Linked DNA regions of Mus musculus: region 1 is linked to region 2. The links are chromatin contacts, called in public HiChIP or PLAC-seq maps. All regions are on one chromosome and are shown on one strand. The core of a region is the stretch at or near the end of the contact, and the rest is flanking DNA. Distances in the headings are between cores, read along the strand shown.

What was found. HiChIP or PLAC-seq counts read pairs in DNA pulled down with a chosen protein or histone mark.
Region 1: an H3K4me3 HiChIP or PLAC-seq map of embryonic stem cells shows a contact between it and region 2, with 32 read pairs. The contact joins the promoter of Cabp7 here to the promoter of Nipsnap1 in region 2. A contact is called at or near these places in 8 of 39 promoter capture datasets (cranial neural crest, embryonic stem cells, frontonasal cranial neural crest and 4 more), 1 of 15 datasets of contacts at CTCF or cohesin (embryonic stem cells), 13 of 484 Hi-C or Micro-C datasets (the G1E-ER4 cell line, bone marrow-derived macrophages, embryonic stem cells and 3 more), 7 of 115 datasets of contacts at active chromatin or transcription factors (embryonic stem cells, neural tube and stem cell-derived neural progenitor cells) and 3 of 9 other capture datasets (adipose tissue, liver and pancreatic islet).

The regions. Positions count from the first base shown.
Region 1 is chr11:4,745,255-4,751,069 of GRCm38.p6, reverse strand. It overlaps Cabp7 (calcium binding protein 7), which reads left to right and starts at 3,891. Exons shown (of 5, transcript NM_138948.4): 1 at 3,891-4,451. The coding sequence starts at 4,343. Gm35102 (a long non-coding RNA gene) reads right to left here and starts at 5,244. Exons shown (of 4, transcript XR_003949631.1): 1 at 4,492-5,244; 2 at 3,585-3,752; 3 at 3,246-3,298; 4 at 1-3,141.
Region 2 is chr11:4,869,352-4,875,407 of GRCm38.p6, reverse strand. Nipsnap1 (nipsnap homolog 1) reads right to left here and starts at 1,457. Exons shown (of 10, transcript NM_008698.3): 1 at 1,305-1,457. The coding sequence starts at 1,402.

The DNA of each region.
Region 1 (5,815 bases), core at 2,642-5,141, 130 kb after region 2:
ATTCACCCTGAACCCAGCATCTCCAGGGTCTTTTCCATATTCAAATTGCTTCTAGAGGAGCAAGAGAACTGAAGGCTGCCCCCCCCTCCATGTCCCTCAGAGGCTGCTCATATTGACATGCTTGGTCCCATCGCCTTCAGGGGCCAGGACCTGAAGGCTCAGAGGGATGCCCAGCACAGGACAGGGACAGAGAGAGCAAAGGGGCCCATAGTTTCCGGACTGCACCCTCTCCTGGCCCAGTCTGAGTCTGCAAGCTTATAAATTCCATTATTCATCAACTGAGTCCCTGGACAATGAATATTTTATTCACCTCCAGATACTGTCCCCGCTGGGTTCTTTGAACAATTTTGTTCTCTAGCCAAGAAGCAGAGGCCAGAGCCTCTGCTGTCCCAAGACTCCTCTTTTCCCCAACCTGTGCCTCTCTGCCGCTTAGCTCCTCTCCAGTCAGGCCTCTTGGCTCTGGCAACACTGTGGCCCATGGCCCAGGCATGACCTTCCTGCCTACCTTCTCCTCAGTTCGCCTTCCTCCCTGGTTGGGATTGTCTTGCTCTGCTAGCTCACTTTGGGTCAGCTCAGGGCCTGCCCGAGCTCTGCTGGGCGCTCTCCCTGGTGCTGAACGTGGGTGTTCAAGAGGCAGCGGGTATCAGCGGGTAGGTCCAGCCAGGGAATGCGCTATCTGGAAGTATTCTCTTGAGAAGAGAGGCCTCCAGCAGTGGGAAGGTAGGACCTTGGTCTTAGGCAGGATGGGAACCCTGCAGGTCTTGGGAGGAAGGGGTCAGTTTCGGGGCTTGGTAAACCTCTGTCCCTGAGATCCCTGGAAACACCTGGGACCCAAGCGTCTCTCCCGGTGGGCACCCAAGGAGTGCCATGTGATGGCAGTAGCACCTTCCCCAGAAGGGGGAAGCGACAGACATAATTCACACCTTGTGATGGAGCCATCTGCTCCCCTGATGTGCAGTGGAGAGGACAGGGCTGCTGTGCCGCAGGCCAGGTGGGTGACTGTCACTCACTCTCATTCATTTCACAGGTGTTCCTATTCTTCCACCCCAGCCCAGCTCCATGCCACACATGGTGGGTCTGAGGGATGCAGCCACAGAACCCGCTTTCTAAAGCTAAGAGTGATCTCGAACCACTTCACTCCACAGCAGACTTCTCCTGGCTTGATGAGATAAAGAGCCACCATGTTCCCTACCCCACATGTGTGACATACAGAGCCTGACTGTCCCGCATGCACTTAGATGCTCTCCCATTTAATAAACAAGTAAGCTGAGGCTCAGGGAGGACACTAAATGTCATACACAGCACTGGAGGGTGGAGGAGGTTGACTGGTTCCTAGAGGCAGCCAGGATTCCATAGTCTAGAAGATGGGTGAGGGCCAGCATGTCCCAGAGCTTGGTTTCAGGACCTCCTGCCTCTGCCTGGGTTCTCAACTCCAGCTCTTCCTCAAAGGGCTCTGCAGCTGGATTTGGTCCCTACAGCTCCCTCAGCAGGCATGCCCCTACCCGTAAATGGGAGCAAGGCATTGAGGAGAGGGACTAGGCAGGTGGCTTGCATAGCCCAGGGATGTTCTATGTCCCCTGTCAGCAGACAAAGCAGAACAGGTATAGCTGCTAGTGTGAGAAACAGTGTTAAGAGGTGGCCCACTGTGTCAATAGCTAGTGTCCTGGGCTGTGGCTTTGCCTCAGGGGAGAGAAGAGGGACCAGCTTTGAGTCACCAGGGGACTGAAATGTCAAAGATGACCCTAGAGAGTGTGGTAAACTATGATACTAAAGCTATCTTTCGTTATCTGCCACTTTGATCTGGAGGCTACCTGCCCTGGGGAGTACCCTGGTCACATGACTGGACACCTTGACCCTTTGGATTCGGACCAAGGTTAATGTCCGGGGTGGGGGCAGCCCCTGAATCCAGGGACACCTGTACCTTCAGCAGACTCCCAGGGCCTGGTCTGTGAAGGATTCCCACTTGATTAGTTCTTGATTTCTTTTTGCCCCTTCTTTTGAGATTTCCCTGGCTGGGCAGCTAGGCTTCAGGGAAGCCTCCCAAGAACGCTCCAAGAGAGAGTGTTTCCTGCCAGTCTGATAGCAGACTCCAGCTCTCTCCCTTAGCCCAATAGCAAACTGTCTGGAAAGGCTTAGCAAGTAAGGTGCTTGCAGATCACCCCTACAACACCCCCCAGTGACTGTTCTTATTCCCATGGAAGAATTCCCATACTAATGGGAAACTCCCAAGAGATTCAGGGCGCATCATCAGGCACCTTCCATGTTAAGTCGCTTCATCCTCACCTCTGCCCAGGAAATAACATAGAGGCCCTGAGAGGTTAAGGGGTATGGCTAAGGTCCCATTGAAACAAGGTGGTAGATGCAAGAGCCCAGGGCTCGCTGGGTTGGCGGCTAGTTCTTCCTGCGTCACAGCTCTGTTCTATCAGAAATCTTAAAGGAGCATAAGCACCCAGCTGACCTGATGGATGCTCAAGTGCGCAAGAAGAGCTTTGGGGATGGGTGCTTCTCAGGGGCTCTTACGACTCCAACTATAGGTCTGAATAGATAGCAACTGGCCAGAAGCCTGGAACAGACATTCAGATGGGAGCCAGGGTTTGTCTGGCTTCTCTACAGGTTTCACATGCCTATGAGAAACCCAGAGCCCTAGACAAGTCCTAAAGGTTCAGGCCTGCCTTGGCCCAGGGTGGCTGGGGGTGTTGTCTCTCACTGAGCCCCTCTCTCCCGGCGCCAAGACAGGGCTATGATTAATCAGCGACAAAAGCAGAAACAAGCAGAAAAATGTAATCAGCCAGGGAAGGGCATGGCCAGGCTGTGGCAATCAGCTTTCCTGCTGGGGCCTTTGGCTGATTGGACCCAAGGGGGCAGGGAGATAGTTCAGATGAGGGTTCCAGGAATGAGACTGAGGCCAGCTGAGGCCCACCCAGGCCAGGGGCTCACCAGATCCCATAATTGTACACGGAGACACACACATCTGTGCTCGGATACGCATAGCACTCCCAGCCCAAGGGCCTTCGCACCTGCCCACACCTGCTTCCGGGCTTCTGCCCTTCGCTGCCAGCTCACAGCTCACATGTAGGTGGCCGTGCACAGTTCAAACACTCTCATCTGCAAGTGGGTTTGAAAACGTATCTTCACAGTGTCCTGAACGAAAGATGAAGAGAAACGCATGCACATGCTGCCCCCCCCTCCAGACACCTACCCCCACCCCCATAGAACACATGCTAAGGACCGGAGGAAGGTCTAACCTGCAGCCATGTGACCAACAGGCTCTGGGTCGTCTGCCTCCTCCTCATGGCCCCTGGGGACATGAGACAGACCTTGGCTCCTGCTCTGCAAACTGAGAGGCAAGGGCTCAGGAAGGAGCCAGGACAACAGCCCTTTGTGGGATCAAGTCAACTGCTGGTGTCAGCCACAGGCCAGCGGAGTCTCCTGCAGATCTGTGCTTGGCCTCTGCCTGCTGGCCCTGCCTGGTGACCTTGGCCAATGTCCTTTTCTAAGCCTCAGTTTCCCCACCTTGGAGCCTCTCCTGGCACCAACTTGAGGATTACTGGTCCTGAGGACCCTCGCGCCTGGAGCAACCTCACCTTTCTGGGTCTCTAGTCGTTAGTTCTCAGCTCTCCGCTCTCGCTGGGGGAGGGTTAGTGGAGGCAGGTGGGATAGGGGGTACAAGGAACGGCTCCACCCCTGGTCCACACCACCCGGGTCCTGCTGGCTGCTAACGTGGGGTGCGGGAGACAGCAATCCGAAGCAGACTGGGGGAAAAGCAGAGTCGGGGAGAACCAGAGAAGGCGCCCGGGAGGGCTTGGGGTGGCCGCTCAGGGGCCGGCAGCGGGAAGGGGCGGGGGCGGGAGGGGCGGGCGGGGGAGGCGGGAGCGCGGCGAGCGCCGCACAGAGCAAGCGAGCGAGCGAGTGAGGAGTGCAGGCGGCGGCGGCGGCGGCGGTGGCGGCGGCGGCGGTGGCGGCGGCGGCGGTGGCGGCAGCGGCGGGAGCCGGAGCGGCGGGTCGGGCAGCCGCACCAGCGAGCGGACGAGCGGGCGGCGAGCAACGCGGAGCGCGCGGAGGGAGCGCAGCGCGCAGCGGTCCGAGCCAAGAGGCCGGAGCGGCGCCGCCCCCGCCATCCCTGCGAGCCCCCGGCCGGGATCCCAACGAAGGAGCCGGCGGCATGGCCCGACAGCCCGGGGCGCAGGGGCGCTAGGTCCCGGACGGGTGCCCATTGCCTCGCCGCCGCCACTGCGCGCCGCACCGCGCGCACCGCCCGCTCCAGCCGCCCCCGGGGCCGCCGGCGGCCCATGAGCCCCGGCCTCAAAGTTTGCGGCGGGCGGGCGGGCGCGGAGCCTCCAAGATGCCGTTCCACCCGGTGACGGCGGCGTTGATGTACCGGGGCATCTACACCGTGCCCAACCTGCTGTCGGAGCAGCGCCCGGTGGATATCCCTGAGGACGAGCTAGAGGGTGAGTGCCCTGCCGGGACCCCTGCCACGAGCCCTCCTACCTGTGCGCCCTGGTGCCGCGCTGGCCCGGGGAGCCCGGGACCCTGCTGCGCGACTCGGATGAGCGGCTACGCGGGAGGCGGGACGGCCGGGTGGCCCCGGGCGCCGCGGTGGGGGTCGCCGCGGCGCAGGAGCAGCCCGGCCCCTGCCCGCGTGGCCCCCAGCGCTGCGGAAACTTGCGGGGCCCCGCAGCGGGGTCACTGGGCCGCGTGGCCGGCGGTGACGGTGCGGCAAGGCGGCGGGGGCTGAAGTGGAGAGTCCGAGCTGTTGCCCCCCGCGCCCGCCACCGGAGCGTCCGCATCCTGATCCCTTCCGCGGCGCCCGCCCGTGGCTCTGCGCTCCTATTGACATTCCGCTCGTGTCGCGTTGAGAATCCAATCTGCTCCGGCAGTGGGAGAAGGGGAGAGAGGGCGACTGCCCCGCTCTTGCTGGGTGCAGGGCTACCCCCATCCCCTTCTGCGGCCCTGCGAGGGACCCCCCACCCGTGCGCTGCCGAGGCAGCTGGGAGGCGTTGGCGACAACAAGTGGCCGGATTGGGAGGCTCGGTCGCGATAGCAAAAGCCTGGAAGGAAAGGCAGAGGCCGGAACCTAAACCTCCCCCCGACCCTAGTCCCCGTGCCTTTCGGGAATAGGGACCGCACGCAGGCAGTTGGCTATTGAAGATCAGAGCAGCAGGCCGAGGCTGGGGTTCCTGGATTGAGTGTCCTGGGGCGCAGTGAGACCCCTGGGGCCTTCCTAGCTTTTTCTCTGCTGAGATTGGGGGCGGGGGTGTGCTCAAGATTCCCCTCCCCCCAGGCCTCTTGAGGCCCCATATGGAGTGGAGTCGGAGACTCTGAGCTGATGGGAGTCTTGGTCCCTTAGGGTGTTTGTCGGCTGCTGGGGGAGGGGTTGAGATTACCCAGATGATGGGCCTGTCTCCGGTCTCTGTAGTCAAGGGGTCTCAGCTTTGGGGTCCCACTTGGGCTCATAGGAGTGAGTTGGAGTGACCAACATAGGAAAGGATACTAGTGGGAGCCCAGGGGAAGCCATTCGGGAAGTCTGTCCTCAGCCCAGGCCTGGTCTGGGGCAAATTTTGGGCGAGTAGACAGTGGAGAGAGAGAGAAAGGGTGCAACTGCCATGCTCACTGCACCACAGTCCACCAGACACCCACTTCCCACACCCCCCATGAACTCAGAAGCAGGAAAAGTCGCAGAGGGGCTCTCAGCCCCAACAGTGGAGGCACAGATGGAAGGATGTGTGCTTAGTCTATACCCCGGAAACCCCAGGTCCTGTCCTGTCTGGACCAAAGCAGAGCCTCCTCCAGGTTGAGGGGAAGAGATGGGGCC
Region 2 (6,056 bases), core at 208-2,707:
AATGTTATAAAAGATTATTTTTCTGGATATCCTTTCTCACAATGACAGAAATTGTTTGAGGCATAAGCATGGTCTCTTTAATCCAATGAGGGCTGGAGATGTCATTGTTTACTTGGTGGAGAGAGCACTACATTAGCCTAGCATACCTAAACTCCTGAGTTCTCTTCCTAGCAATAGAAAACAAGGCTATCAGACACATCCTATTTTCTCCTCCTACCCAAGGTCATCCCTCCAGAAAAGGCTGAGTTTACAAGGTACACTCTAGGCTTTTTTCCCATTGTCGGCTTCTCTCTCATTACCCAGCACGGAAGTGAAGGGCACGCGTCCCAACTCTTCTATCCGTGCTTTCCTAATGTGCACAGCGATCTAACGGAACTCCATGGCCACATTCTTGGGCTGGGGCAGGAGTAACGCAGGTCCCTTTCCACAGGTGTGAGGGCAGGTGTTCCACTTCTTTAGCTAATGCTTTTTGCACAAACCCTGTCCTAAAACTTGTGAGGGTGTGGGGCTGGGGAAACAGGAGAGCAGGGTCAGAAGTGCTCCGGGTGATAGGTGCAGAGATGGGGGTAGCACCGGGCGTGGCATCGAGGAGGGAGGAGCAGCCCAGAGCCAGTCAGGGGAAGGAAGCCAAGCTCTCCAAAGCCAGAATTGAGCCTCTCTCCTAGGAGGCCACCAGCCGTGGTACAAAGTGCAGAGTGCATCGTAAGACCTGGGTCCTAACATCCAGAGCTGCCTCCACATGGCACGGACGCTGACCTTGAACAGCTCCCACCCCACTCTGTTGACCCACCTGTACAAAGCAGGGTGCGGAATCACTTTGGGAATTCCCACCGTACCCCCAGTCCTCCTCTCCTTCCAAAACTTTCTGCTGGCTCAGAAGACCCCAGCGCGTGCTAAACCACAAAGGCCAGGCAAAAGGCTGCCAATATCCTCTGCCTTCGTCCGGGATCCAGGGCTCAAAACCTGTCCCTCCCACTCACCTCATTTTTTATTCTCAGCCCAGATCCAGGTCCCAAACAGGACAAAGAACCTGCCCAGCTAGGCATGGTAGTGCACACCCTCACTATCTGGGAGGCAGAGGCAAGAAGATTCCGAGGTCGAATCACATGTAGTACGAACCTGTTTAAAAACCAAAACCATCCCCATACCTTTTCACCTTCCCCATTCTTTCTCAGCCTCAGGCCTACATCCTGGTAGCTCTCTGCCTCTAACCCCTCAATTCCAAATCCGAGAGTCTGTTTTTCATTCCAGCCCCCTCCCCTGCTCCTGTTCCGGGCACGCAGTCAGCCCCGTCGGCCTCTCACCGCACAGCACCCGCAGCCGCGAGGTCCCCAGCACGGGGTCTCGGCTTCGTGAATAGCCGCCGTGCCGCTGCAGAGATGATGCACAACCGCGGAGCCATGTTGGACCGGAGCAGGTTGGAGGAAAGCCACGCCTCAGCCCAGTGGCTGGGGGCAGGACTAGAGAAAACCACGCCCTCCCCTCGCCAGCTTCCCTTTCAAACACAAGCAGGTGGGAGTCCCCCAACTCTACAGTTGCACAGTCCATACCCACACCTCCGAGCTCTTGAAACTCTGCAGCTAACTAGTTCTGTTCTCTTCAACGACCTTTTCCCCTCTGTACCTGGGAATTCATCTCGATAATCGCAGGGTTGTATGTCCTGGACATTCTGAGGATAAACTAAAGACAGTCTTTATACCCCTAAAATTGTTCACAAACTATGTGAGTTCCCTTCCTCCTTGGGTGCTGGAGGTGGAGCCCAGGACCTCACACATGGCTTGGCAAATGTTCTGTCTACATCTTGTGTTCTTCTGTGTCAAGGCATCAACAGACAATATTTGTCTATTCAAAAGAACAAAATCTATAACAATTTTTAAAAGAGAGAGAGAGAGAGAGCCTGGGGGGGGTCCAGAAGCCTCAAATATCCTGGAACTGGAGTTTAAAGGAGATTTTGAGGCACTCTAATGGGTACTGGGATCCAAACTCAGGTCTCCTCCAAGAGCTTTTAAAGGCAGAACTGTCTCTTTAACCATTTAAAACAGATGGACAAGACTCTGAGCAAGCAGGATGCTCTTTCTCCAAAGCCCGAGTGTGATGGTGCACTTAAGAGGCTGAGACGAACTGGGCAGTGGTGGCGCATGCCTTTAATACCAGCACTCGGGAGACAGGCGGATTTCTGAGTTCGAGGCCAGCCTGGTCTACAAAGTGGGTTCCAGGACAGCCAGGGCTATACAGAGAAACCCTGTCTCGAAAAACAAAATAAAACAAAACAAAACAACAACAAAAAGAGACTACGGAATTAAAACAACAAACAAAAAACATTTTCTCTTCACTGTCTATTCACCTGGAGGCTCTATATTTGCTTTCTCAGCCCACACAGAGATGGATCCCTTCTGATCCCCTGGGGGACACAGGGACAGAGACACACCAACGGGGGAGTGGGGTGGGGGAGGATGCCAAGCCACCGACTGTAATTCGGTGCAGGGGATTTACAGCCGGTATAACTAACTTCCGGAGTGCTTCAAACTGTGAGTCTGGCAAGTTAGGTCTCATCTAAGATCTTGAGACAGCAAAGGTTGGCTGAACAAGTCCTATCTGTACTTCTTGGCAGCCAAGGCCTGGTGGAGCAGACAAATCACTCCAATCACTGCTGACTGAAACCTCCAAGGCAGAGATGTTAGCCATGCCCCGCCCCCTCCATCAGCTAGGCTACTGGCAAGTGAGCCCCAAGGATCTCCTTGTCTATGCTTCCCCAACATTGGGATTACAAGCAACCTCTCCTGCTGTGGTGCTGGGAATCGAACTAAGGTCTTTGGGCTTATACTAACGTGACCCAGTCCGTGGGTCAGACAACAGGGTGAGAGAGAGAGAGAGAGAGAGAGAGAGGGAGAGAGAGAGAGAGAGAGAGAGAGAGAGAGAGAGAGAGAGAGAGAGAGAGAACTGAGGGGGCAAGAGATGTGAAGAATGGAGTGGAGACAAGACAGCCTGTCTGATCAAGTCTCCAGTCTCCAGTCTCATTTATTGTAAGGCAGCTATGGGTATATATAAGCACAAGCTGGGGTGGGGTGCAGCTGGAGACACTTAACCACAAGTCCAGGATGTATAGGAGAAAAACAAGATGTTATCAGAGTGTGTTCAGCTGTGGTGGGCTTCTTGTAAAACCAGCCTGCTAGGAAAACCAGTCTCTTGTCAGGGTGGACAAGCACCACCTGTAGGTAAACAGCCCAAGATGGCTGCAGAGATGGTAGCCGCTTTCTGCTAGGAGTCGGCTTCCAACACTAACTGAGCTATCCTCAACCCAGCCATTTAAATTTCAACTATGTGGGAGTTTGGATGGGAACGACCATCTTAGGCTCACATATGTTTGAATATTTGGTGTCCAGCTGGTGGAGCTATCTGGGAAGGACTAGAAGCGTGGCCTTGGTTGAAGAGCTATGTCATTATGTGCAGGTTTTGAGGTTTCAAACACCCACAGCCATTTCTATCACCTCTCCTGTGGATCAAGATGTGATCTCTCAGTTACTGCTCCAGCACTGCGCCTGTCTTATCTGCTGCCATGCCTCCTGCTATCATGGTCATGAACTCTAAGCCTCTGGAACATATGTAAGCCCACAACAAACTCTACAAATATTGCCTTAATCATGGGTTTTATCACAGCAATAGAAAAGCACCTGAGATAAACTGTGATTCTTTTTCCCCCTTTTTTATTTAATTTTGTGTGTATGTGTGCATGCAGGAATGTATGTATGTGTACCACATCTATGTAGTGCCCAAGGAGGTGAGAAGAGGCACCATGTAGTCTGGAAGTTACAGATGGTTGTGAGCCAGGATGAGGGCGCTGGAAACCAAACGCAGGTCCTCTGCAAGAGCAGCCAATGCACTTAATGCTGACCCATCTCTCCAGCCCTTCCTTTGAGTTTTTGTTTTGTTTTGTTTTGTTTTGTTTGTTTTTGTTTTTGGCTTTTTCCAGACAGGGTTTCTCTGTATAGCCCTGGCTGCCCTCGAACTCACTCTGTAGACCAGGCTGGCCTCAAACTCAGAAATACCCCTGCCTCTGCCTCCCAAATGCTGGGACTAAAGGCGTGCGCCACCACTGCCCAGCAAATGTGTAGCCCAGGCTGGCTTCGAACTCGTGATCCTCCTGCCTCTGCCTCTGCCTCTGCCTCTGCCTCTGCCTCTGCCTCTGCCTCTGCCTCTGCCTCTGCCTCTGCCTCTGCCTCTGCCTCTGCCTCTGCCTCTGCCTCTGCCTCTGCTGCCCTTTGAGTTTTCTTAAGATGCTACTATGAACACACATTATTTTGTATGATTTATTTACAAAGGAAACTGTGTATCAACATGATAAACAGAACCAGAATCAGTTGTCCCAGCAGGTGGAAACATGGAAATAAATGCAGTGTTGAGGACTGTAGCCCAGTCAGCAGGCTGCCAGCCTGTAGCTCCTGCTCTGTGAGAGCAAAGTGGAGCACACAAAGGGTAACAGAGACACTACAGGACGTTAGAAGTCAGTGTGGCCGGGCATGGTGGCACACGCCTTTAATCCCAGCACTTGGGAGGCAGAGGCAGGCAGATTTCTGAGTTCGAGGCCAGCCTGGTCTACAAAGTGAGTTCCAGGACAGCCAGAGCTATACAGAGAAACCCTGTCTCGAAAAACCAAAAAAAAAAAAAAAAAAAAAAGAGCTCTGACTGTACTTCTGAAGGTCTTGCTTGAGTTCAAATCCCAGCAACCACGTGGTGGTTCACAACCATATGGATGAGATCAGACACTCTCTTCTGGTGTGTCTGAAGACAGCTACAGTATACTTTCATATAATAAATCTTTTTTTTTAAAGAATCAAGAGTCTGGGGCTGGAGAGATGGCTCAGGGGTTAAGAGCACTGACTGCTCTTTCAAAGGTCCTGAGTTCAATTCCCAGCAACCACATGGTGGCTCACAACCATTTGTAATGAGATCTGATGCTCTCTTCTGGTGTATCTGAAGACAGCTACAGTGTACTTATATACATAAAAGGAATCTCTTTAAAAAAGAAAAGAAAAAAATAATCAAGAGGCTGAGCAGGGCGGTGGTAGAGCCTGCCTTTAATCTCAGCACTTGGGAGGCACAGGCAGGAGTATTTCTGTGAGTTCAAGACCAGCCTGATCTACAGAACAAGTTCCAGGACAACCAGGACTACACACAGAAACCTTGTCTCTTGAAAAAAAAAAAGAGTCAAGAGACTGAAGAGATTGTTCAGCTCTTGAAGAGGACCTAGGGCCAGTTTCCAGCACCCACATCTAGCTCCTTACAGTCGCTATCACTACAGTTCCAGGGGATTTGACCTCTTCTGACCTTCATGAACACTTGCACACATGTAACACACTAAACTCATGAAGGTACACACACATACAAATAAATAATAAAAATCTCTCCTCTCTCTGTATCTCTGTCTCTATGTCTCTTTGTCTCTGTCTTTATCTCTCTGTGTCTCTCTGTCTGTCTATCTGTGTGTGTGTGTGTGCACACGTGCACATGTGTGTTTCTCCTCTCTCTCCCCTTCTCCCCCCCCACATGCTCATGGCCAGCTTCTACTCCTCTACTCCCTCCCTCTCTGCCTTTCTCTGCCTCTACTACCCACTTAACTTCCCTCCCCATGCCCTGAATAAACTCTATTCTATACTAAAAAAAACAAAAAACAAAAAAACAAAAAAACAAGAAAAAAGTCTGTACATATTCAACACACAAAACAACCAAAGGGGGCTGGTGAGATGGCTCAGAGTGTAAGAGCACTGACTGCTCTTCCAAAGGTCCTGAGTTCAAATCCCAGCAACCACATGGTGGCTCACAACCATCTGAATGAAACATGACACTCTCTTCTGGTGTGTCTAAAGACAGGTACAGTGTACTTACATATAATAATAAATAAATCTTTAAAAAAAAAAACCAAAAGGTAGAGGTACCAGCAGCATTGGCATTGTCTTACTACAAGGGATTGTTTTTCAACAACAACAAAAATGAAATGTGTTGTTTTTTTGTTTTTTTTTTGTTTTGTTTTGGTTTGGTTTGGTTTGGTTTTTGGTTTT